Regions from separate parts of the Rattus norvegicus genome. Here region 2 is linked to region 1. A link is a contact called in public Hi-C data. All regions are on one chromosome and are shown on one strand. Each heading gives the region's core, a stretch centred on a gene start, on an enhancer-like site or on the middle of the called end of the contact. The rest is flanking DNA. Distances are from core to core; before and after follow the strand shown.

Region 1 (5,277 bases), core at 523-3,022:
CTAGGGAATGTCACCAGTAGCCAGTTCTGAGGTGACAGCACCTGCACCCTAATTCCTCCCAATAGTCTGTGGCATGCAGCCCCTGGAAGGGACACAGACAATCAGGCTCTGTGTAGATGGGAGTTGGAGCAGGGGGATTGTGTAGAGCTTGCCTTGCTGGCAGGACCTTTTCATGGGTGCTTTGGGCCTAGTCTTCCAAGTCTGGGCTGGTCTGTCTTTCTCAACACCAGAGCGCCGTGACTACATGGACGGCTGGAGCCACCTCTCAGAGTGTAAGAATCAGAGGACATACGTGTCTAGTCTGTTCCTGTGGGTCCAAGGGCTGAACCCAAGGGTCTCAGAATGCAACAAGAGAAACCAGGCCTTCTGCAGTATCAGGCACGGCCTATGCTATGCCTGCACAAGGTGGCTTCACCTCACAGAGGGTCCCACTGTCGTGGGTGTGGTGTGGTTAGGCAGGAAGCCCAGCTGGTGTGTCCCTGGAATAGGCGTTGGCTTCTCAGAACGACATGGAGCTGAGCAAATGATACTGGTTGTGTCCCCGGGTCCTGCCTCTTCCTGTTCCCTGGATTCCCTCGACCCCCACTTCTGTCCCCTAGACATGCTTGCACAGCTTTGGACCTCAGTATCCTCATCTTTAAAATAGGAGCGTTTTCCTCTTCAGTGCTTCCTCAAGGGCCCCAAGGCGGTGAATTGAGCGAGTGCCTTAGGCTTCTTTGGAGACCAAATAACCTTCCATCTTGTGGAAGCTTCAGGAATGAGGGCACAGCTACGATGAACATGAAGAAATTCTGCCCCAATCTAGTGAAGTGAGTGTGCGGGCCCCTGAGAGCAAATTTTTAGCTCTGTCTGGATGCTGACCTGAGGCATGCATTTCCAGAAAAATCAAGCGTTGACCTTGGCAGGTGAGATCACTTGGGTTTGTTTTATCTTCCCAGAATCCCCAGAGCTGGTTGTCACCCCCACTTCTCTAGAACACGCTGCTGTGGCAGATCCTGCCTACCCCGTGCCCTCCTCTCTAACCTGCAAATACCTGGTATCTCCCTGAGGGACACCCACTGAAGCCACTTTACTTAGCAAATGGTTATTCATTAGCAGAATGCACGAGGGAGAGACGCTGCCAGCATGTCCACATATGGGGACACGAAGCTCCTCACTGTCACTGTACTCTAGGGCCACATCTCTCAGGAACATTCTGAATGGAAGCACCGCCTTCAACCCTCCACCTCTGGGCACAGCAGAGAGTAAAATAATGTGGAAGCAGGCTGCTCGGAAGTCAGTACTAGGGGTGGGAAGATGGCTCAGCAGGTGATGTGCCAACAAGCGGGCAAACATGAGAATTTGAGTTCCTAGAACTTTTAAAAGGCCTGGCAAGTGGCTCGTGCCTTTAATCCCATTATTAAAGAGGCAGAGACAGTTGGACTTCTGGGCCTAACCAACCAGTCTAATCAAATTGACGAGGTTCGGGTCGGCGAGAGACGCTATTTCCAAAAACAAGGTGGACGGTGTCCTGAAAAACTGAACCCTGAGGATGACCAACTGCTCCACACAGTGAGCTGGCCCTGGCTAAACGCTTGCTGGGGCCTCTCAGCAGAAGGCCTGGGTGCCCACACTTGCTAATTAAATGAAAGAACAAACCAGAAGCCAGACATTCATGTTTGGGCATGTCCTGTTTCATATCCTGTTTGTGCTGGTCCCCAAGTCTGGACGCACATGACCCTGTTTCCTGGCCTCTGACTGCTAATCTTCTGCGAGGACATGAACATGACCTCCCTCACCTCTGGTCTGTTTGGATTTACACTGTGGTTGAAGCCTGCATTGATCCATGAGGCATTGGAGCCCATAGCAGCCGGGGAGTTCTTCCCTGACCAGGAGTCTCATTTCTTGCTAGAATTGGTTTCTCCTCTGCAAGTCCCAGATCAGTTGACTGCAATTTGTAGAGACACTGAGGGACCACTGCAGGCCCAAGGTGATGTCTTCTAAGTGTCAAGCACTTAACTAGGAAATCCCATGTCTCCCGAGGCTGGGAGTCCCAGCACCCTGAGGCTTCAGAGGAAGGCTCTGGGATTTGGCGATTGATTTTTTCCCCCAAACTCTGTGTATGAATTTAAGGAACAGAATGGACAGAACAGATGTATATTAAAAGGGAGTTTATTAGATTGACTGACAGGGTAGAGGCCAGATGGGCCAACAGTGGCTGCTTGTATGCTTCGAGAGCCGGAGAACCAGGCAGTTGTGCGTGCCTCCATAGTCTTAAGTCTGGGACTGAAGGTCTGGAGCTGTAGTTCTCAACCTTCCTGATTTGGTGGGGTGCGACCCCTTACTACAGTTCCTCACGTCGTGGTGACCTGCAACCACGAAATTCCGTTGCCACTTCAAAGATGTATTTTTGCTAGTTATGAATCATAATGTAAACTTTGGAGGTGCAGGATATCTGATATGTAGCTCCCAGAGGGGTCGCGACCCACAGGTTGAGAACCATCGGTCTAGCGGGTTCCTAGAGCGTTGTCGGTCTTCAGTCCACGTTGGAAGGCCTGGGAAGCAGTGTTCTGGTGATGGTGACCCAGCGACAGAATGGACACCTTCACCACATAGTGAAGGCATGTAGGCAGACAGCCGTACATGGTCCTCAGACCTCTTTCTCTAGGGACTGCCGGAGGGTACCGCCTACTCTGAGGGAGGAGCTTCTCCCCTTAGCCAATCCTTGCTGGGAACGCCTTCACAGTCCTGCTTAGAGACTAGCTGATTCCTGATTCCAATCAAGTTATCAAACAAAATGGTTATGCTTTGAAGGAGAAATCCCCAGGGGCTCATGGGCTTGAAAACTTGACCCACAGTCGGGTGGCGCTGTTTCGGGGGGAAGTTATAGAACTTTAGGAGGGGCAGCCTTTTGGAGGAAGTAGGCCTTGAAGATTTATAGCATAGCCCCACTTCCTGCCCCCTAGTCCCTGTCAGACAGCTCCTAGCTCCTGCCATCATCGACACACTTTCCCCACCAAACTGCAATCTACCGGGACCGCTGGAACCAGAAACTAAGATCAAGCCTCCTTCCTCAAGTCGCTTTGGGTCATGGCGTTTTTATCACAGGGACCTCGCAGGACTGAAGTATTAGAGAGATAGTGACTCCAGGGTCACCCAGGGACAGGAAAGTGACCAGTGTGTCGGGGACATTCGGGCCAATGGGCTTCTGTTCTGCTATGATAGCATGGTGGGGACTAATGGATAAGATAGCATCGTTTAGGGGACAGACTTGGTTGACAACAAACCTGTGGGTCAGCTTACCATGGAATATGTGGGGACCCCAAAGTATTCATGAAGAACAGCTAGTGGTGAAGAGAGAAGAAGAATAAACACAGGAAAACAGATCCATCATCAGGAGCATGAGGTGGGGGAGAGGCAAACCTACGATGCCTTCCAGTGAGGGATCCCAGCTGACTCTCCCTGCAGTGCATCCAAATCCCTTCCTCACTTATGTAAGACTGAGAACCAAGGCAAGCCTCACTCCTCACCTGAATGAATGTTAACCCCAGGATTTCTCTTTCCATCTTTTGTGTAGGAACCTCTTGCTTCCACCCTCCCCGACCCCGACATCTCCACAGCTGTTAATTTCTTCTTTCCCTCCCTCTCCTGCTCTCCCCACATCTGTCCTCTCCCTTTGTCCCTCTCCTCTCCCCTCTGTGCGTTCTATTTCTCTGTCCCTCTCCTCCTTCCCCGCCCCCCCATCTCTTTACTTCTCAGCCTCCTTCCATTTTAAGGCCAACTTCTTCCCCCTAGGGACTGCTTTCAGACCCATGGGCATGAGAGAGGAAAAAGGAAGGCTCCTGCCTCAGCTCTCAGTACTCTCAGCCTGAGGTTGATAAAACACACACTGTGCACGTTCTGGTTGGTCAGGAGTTCTCTGAAGAGAGCCCACTCCTTTCTCTCCAGCATGGCCTGTTTGGTAGGTCACCTGTGTGGGGTTTAGTTTTCGACCCCACAGGTTGGAAGTAGGTACAGTGCCTCGGGGGAGGGACCCCTTCCATCCTCTCATTGTCCAAGCCTCCAGTGTCTCACTCCACTCTGTCTGTCCCTTCTCCCCTCTGTCCGACAGCCAAGAACATGGTGTGCAGAGCAGTGTTCTTAGCACTTGGCTCTGAAGTAAAAGGCAGGCTCTGCCTACGCTCAAAACAGCCCATCTACTGAGTTCCAGGATAGACCCTCAGCTTGTATTTCTCACCTAGGGAGACATGGTGACCTTGCTGATGGGGACACATTTCCCCTCAGCCGACACATCTGGGTGGTACTATGTGCCACCTAATATTTTACACTGAAATCTCGGCCCTCAAGAGCTTAGAATGTGTTTGGGGATATGGACCTTTGAGAGGAGGTAAGGTCAAAGTGAGGGCTGGAGGGCTGGCCAGACTGTCCTGAAGGAGAGGAGATTAGCCCAGGCTCTCAGAGGGACAGTCCTATGAGGACATGGAGTCTTCTCCGAGGGAACCAGTCATGCTGACGTCTTGATGCCAGACTTCCAGCTCACATCTGCAGGGATTTCTGGCCTGGTCGTCTCACCCAGAAGGCTCCTGCCTTTGGTGATGCTTTCTGTCTGCTAACCTTTCTCCGTACGTGGGCAGGAGCAGGGAGCTCCTTCCTGAGACTTGAACTTGCAGTGGCCTTTTCTGTGGTGGAGCTGGACTCTCCTCTCTGTTCATCCTAACTCAGAGTCGGCCCTATTATACTTACTATCAAGATCCCTTACGGCAGACCCAGTCCCCAACCTCACACCCCAGTTTAACAGTCACCCACAGATATTCCTTGACAGCCTAGCTTGTTACCCGGGTATTGCTTCTTTCTTTAAAAATCAGTTGCTTTGGAAGGATGGAAGATATTGCTAGAGGAGTGTGCATGGAAAATTCAGCCTTCTGGCCTTGCTGCTACAGGGGCATGACTGTATGTTTTGTAGAAAATGCTTCAGTACTTTTGGGCTGATCTCCTTATAGCACTCAGTCCAGTCTAGAGATGGGATTGGGGTTTATCAACCTCCAAGAGTTGAGGGCAAAGGATCTATTTTCTACCCAGCTTCAAGAGGATTCAGGGAGGAACTTGGAGTCACAGGTTTCAAAACCCATAGCCCAGATGAGACACTTTGCCTTCTGTTTCTATGCTGTGCTAAGAAGAAAGTGAGGAGACTGTCAGAAAGAGGAGAATGCCATCTATAAGGTTGGGGGCTCTGCAGCATAGAAGGCCTTAGGCTCTAGAGGAGATCTGATGGAGGGTGGTCCTTGTTAGCTTTAAATC
Region 2 (5,888 bases), core at 441-2,940, 50 kb before region 1:
GATTTGGTCTTAAACGGGGAGAACACATCTGCCTTCAACGGCAACAGATGAAGAACTGCATTCCTAAATCACCAGTATTTGACTTAATATTTCTACATGGGCATTTAGGAGCGTTTGATATCAGCCATGGAACAGAAGACCAATGACAGACATACCAAAATAACACCCTATTTATTTCAAAATAGTAGCATGTGTTCTGTCAACCGCAGGTCTGGCCAAATATGGAAAGAGAGGTTCCCTTTGCCAACTCTGCGATGGGCCTCTGAACAAGGCAGTGCTCTGTGACAATCTTCGTTAGGCACACGCTCTCCCATTGGACCGCATGCTATGCTTGATCTGGTGTAGGCCTTTTCATCTCCGCCGCTGTGAAAGTGCTTGGCACTCCCTGTGGTTTGAGGTGACCACTCAGCTGGGTGGGTTTCCCAAGTGAATGAGAGTTGCCAGTGTGGCTGCCAAGGGGAGGCAGAGACAGCAGGATCAGGAGTTCAAGGCCATACTTGGTTACATATCAAGCTTAAGGGCAGCCTAGGTCCTAAGAGACACAGTTACAATAAGGCCAGGAAGATAATAGCAGGGGGTTTCCAGGGATATAACCATTACTTTCCTTGTGAGATTGAGGGCCTGAATTCAACCCCTACAATGCATGTTGAGAAAGCCAAGCTGTGTCAGGACCTGCTATGTCTGTCCCACTATTGGGGAGGAAGAGAGGCAGCCGATTCCTGGAACTTGCTGGTCCACCAGCGCAGCCTACTCGGTGAGTCGAGGCCAGCAAGAGACCGTTGTAATTTAGTTTCTGTTGCTGTGACAACGCAATGGCTGAAAGCTATTTGGAGGAGGATGGGGTTTTTTAATGTGGCTTGCAGGGTAGAGACTATCATCCAGGGAAGCCAAAACAGGAGTTCAAGGCAAGGCCTTGAGGCAGCGACTGCAAGGGAATGCTGCCACTGGCTTGATGCCCATGGGTCAGCCCATGGCAGGCAACGTCTCAGGTGAGGCTCCCTGCCCAGAGGACTGTAGTTCATGTCAATGTGACAAACAAACAAAAAACAACACGAAGACTTTGTCTCAAATATCAGGGTAGACGATGCTGGAGGAAGGACACTTTGGGCCTCCACATGCACGTGTACGTAAGTGTACAGTGTTTGTACACACACACACACACACACACACACACACACACACACACACACACACCTATAATGAGATCACACCCAGAGATACCGAGCTGAAAGGTGGCAGTTAGAATGGAGCTGGAGCCAAAGTGCGCCCAGTTCCCGTAGCAGCCGTTCCTGCCCTCTGTGGACTCTGAGGAGGATGGTAGGTAGATGGATACGCTTCTGAGAATTCCTGCTACAACAGCAGCTCAGGGAACGTGGCTCTGAGTGCAGAGCCCGTCTGCAGAGCCTGGGTGGCCGCTGCTTCCTTCTGTGGGGTGAGGCCGTGCGTCTTTCAAAAGCTCGTTAGAGACACCCTCTCCCTTTGAAGGGGCCGTTTCATGTGCCGCTTTCAATCTGTCACGAAGCCGAAGCCGCTTTGCTCCAAAGAGCCGGGACTGCAGGAGGGGTACGCTTGTGAGGCCGGAAGAGTGTCCTGGATGCCCTTCTGGGTGTAGAGTCCCTAGGAGCGCAGGATGAAGGAGTAGGCAGGAGCAGACAGCGAGATGCTGTTTTCAATCGTGGCTGGCTGTGTGCCTGGATGTGTGTGGTGCTCACCCTATCCCAGGAGGAATAGCAAGGTCAGTGTCAGCGCTTTGATGTTCCCTTAGAGAAGCGGTGGAAATCAAACACAGGCGTCTGCAGCAGTAGCAACCCTGGGGTTTGCATTGCATTGTTTTTAGGTTTTGAAAAAAGATGATCCAAGAAGAGCAAGGATGTGACTACCCTGCTTCTTAGCGGATTAATGCTTGCTTTCTCCCTTTCCCACTCTTCCACCCCAGCCCTGCCTGACGTCTCCCTTGCCCCGAGGCTGCGCTGTCCTGAAATGCCTCTGCAGCCGAGGCCTTAAGTGGACTGAGGCTAAGGGAATGATAGAAATTCATTTCTCTCTCTCTCTCTCTCTCTCTCTCTCTCTCTCTCTCTCTCTCTCTCTCTCTCTCTCCTCTCTCCCCCTTGAGCCGGGCTAAAGTGTCGGGAGCATGCAGGAGCAGGTTGCTTGTGTGTCTGTTTAGCTTGGCACCCCAAGCCTTGCAGCCTTGTCTCTCCTGTGTGAAAACACTGACAAGCTTCTGCCTGTTTCCATTCCTAGTGTTTGCCCCTGCTGCCTGGCTGGCCTCTTCTTGGAAAACCAGATCCCGTGGCTTCAGTGACCTAGTGCTGGCAGCAGGGACCGTTGTGTGACTGGCAAAGCGCTTGGTTTCCCATGATTGCATCATGGTTTGGGGGGCACGGGGTGAGCATGGGAAGCTCCAAAGGGGTCAGGTCCCTGGGGAAAGGTGCCTGTCACTGGCTTCTGAGTCAATGTTCCCTTAAACTCGTGCCCAGTTTGCATCAGAAAATAAAAAAGTTTGTGTCCAGAGAAGACTGAGCAACAAAGCCTGCAGAATGTCATTGACCCATCGTGAAGGCCGTAACCTCTATGCCACCAACTTCCCAGTGGCACAGACATTCTTCCTAAGTGTATTTGATGGATAAGAAAAGTGAGGGCCAGAGACATTTGGCTGATCTGAGTTTCTGTTTCAATATGAGTTACTGGAAGGGTTAGAATTCTCGTCTAGTGGAGTTACACCTTCAGCTCAGTTCCCATTGGGCCTCTTCTGTGAGTGATTGTGTGTGTGTGTGTGTGTGTGTGTGTGTGTGTGTGTGTGTGTGCACGCGTGCGTGTGCGCAGAACTGAACAGTCATTGGTTCTCTATCCCCTTAGTCAATTTTCTGGTGCTGTTAGACAACACTCCAGGCTGGGCAATTTGTAAGTGAAAAGGTTGATATTGGCTTATGGTTCTGGAGGCTCGCAAACACAGCGGCAGGGTCAGCTTCTGATGAGGAGAAAAGGGCCAGTCATGCCAGAATGGCCAACATTGTGGTTGAAAGTTAGAGCATTGAGGTTAGTGGTCTGCCCTTGCAGATTATGCAAGAGGATAGAAGGGGGGGGTGTGGAGATTACGTTCGGCATAGCCATTGATCCAGTCAGCCACAGGTTCATATGAGATTCCAGGGGAAATTGGACACGCGACACTCAGGTTAGCTTCCTGGGTTGGTCGTACATTAATGAGCCAGGAAGGTGACAAATCCCAGGAACTCAGGAGCTTCTTATTTGAGACTCTGAGACTCTGAGACTTCATTTGGATTGTACCTTGCAGGACAGACTATGTACGAGAGTGGCTCGGTGCTCCCAGTGTTTTGCGTCATTCCAGCAAATGACCAAGCTGGGGACAGTGTGAGAACTCGACTTTGCAGCCAGCTTGTCACAAGTGCAGATGGCCTGAGGAGGCCTGAGTTCAGATCTGGCATCTGAAACAAAGGCATCTTGTAAAGTGTCCGCCTTTTAGCTGACCGCCCATGCAGCCAGTGCCTCTGGTGTCTGTGCAGCCGTGTCCAATCATGGAGTGTGGTACTTTCTCCATTTTCCCCCCAAAAGATTTATTTATTTATTTATTTAATGTATGTGAGTACACTGTCACTGTCTCAGACACACCCATGGAGAGCATCAGATCCCATTACAGATGGTTGTGAGCCACCATGTGGTTGCTGGGATCTGAACTCAGGACCTCTGGAAGAGCAGTCAGGGCTCTTAACCACTGAGCCATCTCTCCAGCCCTTCTCCACTTTTCTTTTTTTAAAATTTTACTACTTTGTTTGTTTGTTGTGGGTTCACAGGTGTATGTATACATGTGTGTGTGTGTGTGTGTGTGTGTGTGTGTGTGTCTGTATACACTTGTGTGCACTGACAAAGCTAGAGGTCAACCTTGAGTGTCACTCCCCCACTTTTGAGAGAGGATCTCTGATTGACCTGGAACTTCCTTGTTATTCGAATCTGGTTGACCAGCAAATCCCGGGGACCCACCTGTCTCAGTCTTCTTGGTGGCAGGGTTATAGGCATGTGCCACCATGCCCTGCTTTAAACACGGCTTCTGGGCATCAAGCCCAGATCCTTATGCTTACGAGGTAGGAGCTTTACTGACGCCTCCTCAGGCTCTTGGCATGTCTTTCACTGGCCCAGATGTCGTGGGACCCTGAATAAGAAGGCGCACCTTGTATGAGGGGTCATGGTCACACATAGTGCCCTTTAAAATAGCTTTCGCCGAGTTACTTTGAGTCTGTCAAGGTTCAAAATGTTGATCTTGACAAGAAATACACAGAGATGTTGTCACAGAGTCCCCTGTGAGTTGCTGGTGTTTAGGGCCAGGAACTTGTATTACCTGTCTCCCAGTTCATCACGGACTTGACTGTACTTACTAGGGTCTCCTTTCTTTCTGCCTAGTTGCCTTCCCGTGTGGGCTGCCCTTCTTAGCCCCACTTTTGCTTTGCCTTATCTCTCTATGGGCTGCTCTTGCGGACAGCAGAAGGCAGGGCTTCTGTTTGCCCCTGCCCTAGCACTTAGCGAATTGCATTAAGGAAGACATGGCTTTGTGAAGGCCACCCCCACGAAGCAGAGAGCCAGCTGGCCCAAAGCCACAAAGAGCCCAGCAGACCACTGGGATCTGCATGGGTTTCAAGTCAATGACTTGTTCCCTCTGAGGCCTCTCAAAGGAGCTGAGTCAGGTGAACCTTGGTATTCCACAAGCTCTTCCACCTCAGAAGGCCCCTTTCTGCAACCTGCTTCAGAGCGGAGTGTCCCTTCCAGAGAGAGAGAGAGAGAGAGAGAGCAGCCTGTCAAAGCGGCTCAAAGTCCTCTAAGGAGCAGAGTGCTTTCTTTACCACACAGTTTGAGCCTGGATCCCTGCCCTCAGATCTCTGCTTCCTGCCCACCTAAGACGCTGGTGATGCAGGCAGAAAAATGGCTAGATGCCAGTGCTTCCGTTTCCGTCTCACAAGGAGCACTCCTACCCTCAGCCGATGACCTCCCCACTGATGGCCGTTTATTGTTTCCTACTATCAGGTTCCCCCCAGCTGTGGCAGCTGAAGTTCAAAGCTTTCTCCTCATAGTACACTGTGTCCTTGGAGGGCAATCGGCAGAGCTGATTAATGCTTGCTGGGTGGTTCCCGCAGCTGGCGGGGCCCCACGTGGGGGTCTCTGAGACAAGTAGGAATCTGCCAGGAAGAAGCCGTCGGTCATTTCCTGGGCTGCGCTGTCAGCCTTGGGTGTTGCAGACTTCTGCAGACCCAGGAGATGAAAATCATGTGGGCAATCTCGTCCCCCATGCACCACCCACTCGTCTCCTGGGCTGTCTACACCACACAAGACAAAGGTCTATGGACCGTCAGGCTCTGACCTCACCCACTTACGGAGGACCGTGAACATCCTTGATCTATGTGTCTGTGTTACCCGATCTCAAACACCGACAGACAGTGAGGAATGACTCCCTGCTTGGGGACACGATGCAGCAGTCAGTCAGTCAGAATGGAATTCTGGAGCTGCGGCCAGACAGTGCTCAGTGAAAACGGCAATTAGTGGGTAGACAGAAAAGCCTCGTCACCTGGGCCTGGTGCTTGGGGAACTGCTGAGCTGCTCTCGTCATGCACGGAACCTCACATAGGGGTGGCTCAGGCTGAGATCATGGCGGGCCACGCACCTGACACACAGCCTGCCCGGACAGTGACTGTTGTAGCGTCTGGCTAGACGGAGTGTGGTCCAGGGGGAGAGGCTTTGGCCGCATGGTATGACTGTAGAGGCAGTTACTCAGGGCGGAACGCCACATGGCAGGGACTTGCACGGCAGGCAGCTGGACAGTTGACGGGCATCTCCACAGGACAGACTTTGTGCACGGTGAAGCAATATTTAGCCATTGCCTA

What was found. Hi-C and Micro-C count contacts between places; a contact is called where the count stands out from the background.
Region 2: a Hi-C map of liver shows a contact between it and region 1, with 6 times the contacts expected there. The contact joins two enhancer-like sites. A contact is called at or near these places in 3 of 12 Hi-C or Micro-C datasets (kidney and liver).

The regions. Positions count from the first base shown.
Region 1 is chr17:13,310,271-13,315,547 of GRCr8, reverse strand. No RefSeq gene overlaps it. Among named protein-coding and RNA genes, the nearest start is that of Gadd45g, 220 kb to the left of the region's middle. Within about 2 kb of position 1,772, at least 3 of the 93 cell types and tissues checked have an H3K27ac peak or open chromatin away from gene starts, as enhancers often do. A contact at or near this core is called in liver, where this site is marked.
Region 2 is chr17:13,359,398-13,365,285 of GRCr8, reverse strand. No RefSeq gene overlaps it. Among named protein-coding and RNA genes, the nearest start is that of Gadd45g, 170 kb to the left of the region's middle. Within about 2 kb of position 1,690, at least 9 of the 93 cell types and tissues checked have an H3K27ac peak or open chromatin away from gene starts, as enhancers often do. A contact at or near this core is called in liver, where this site is marked.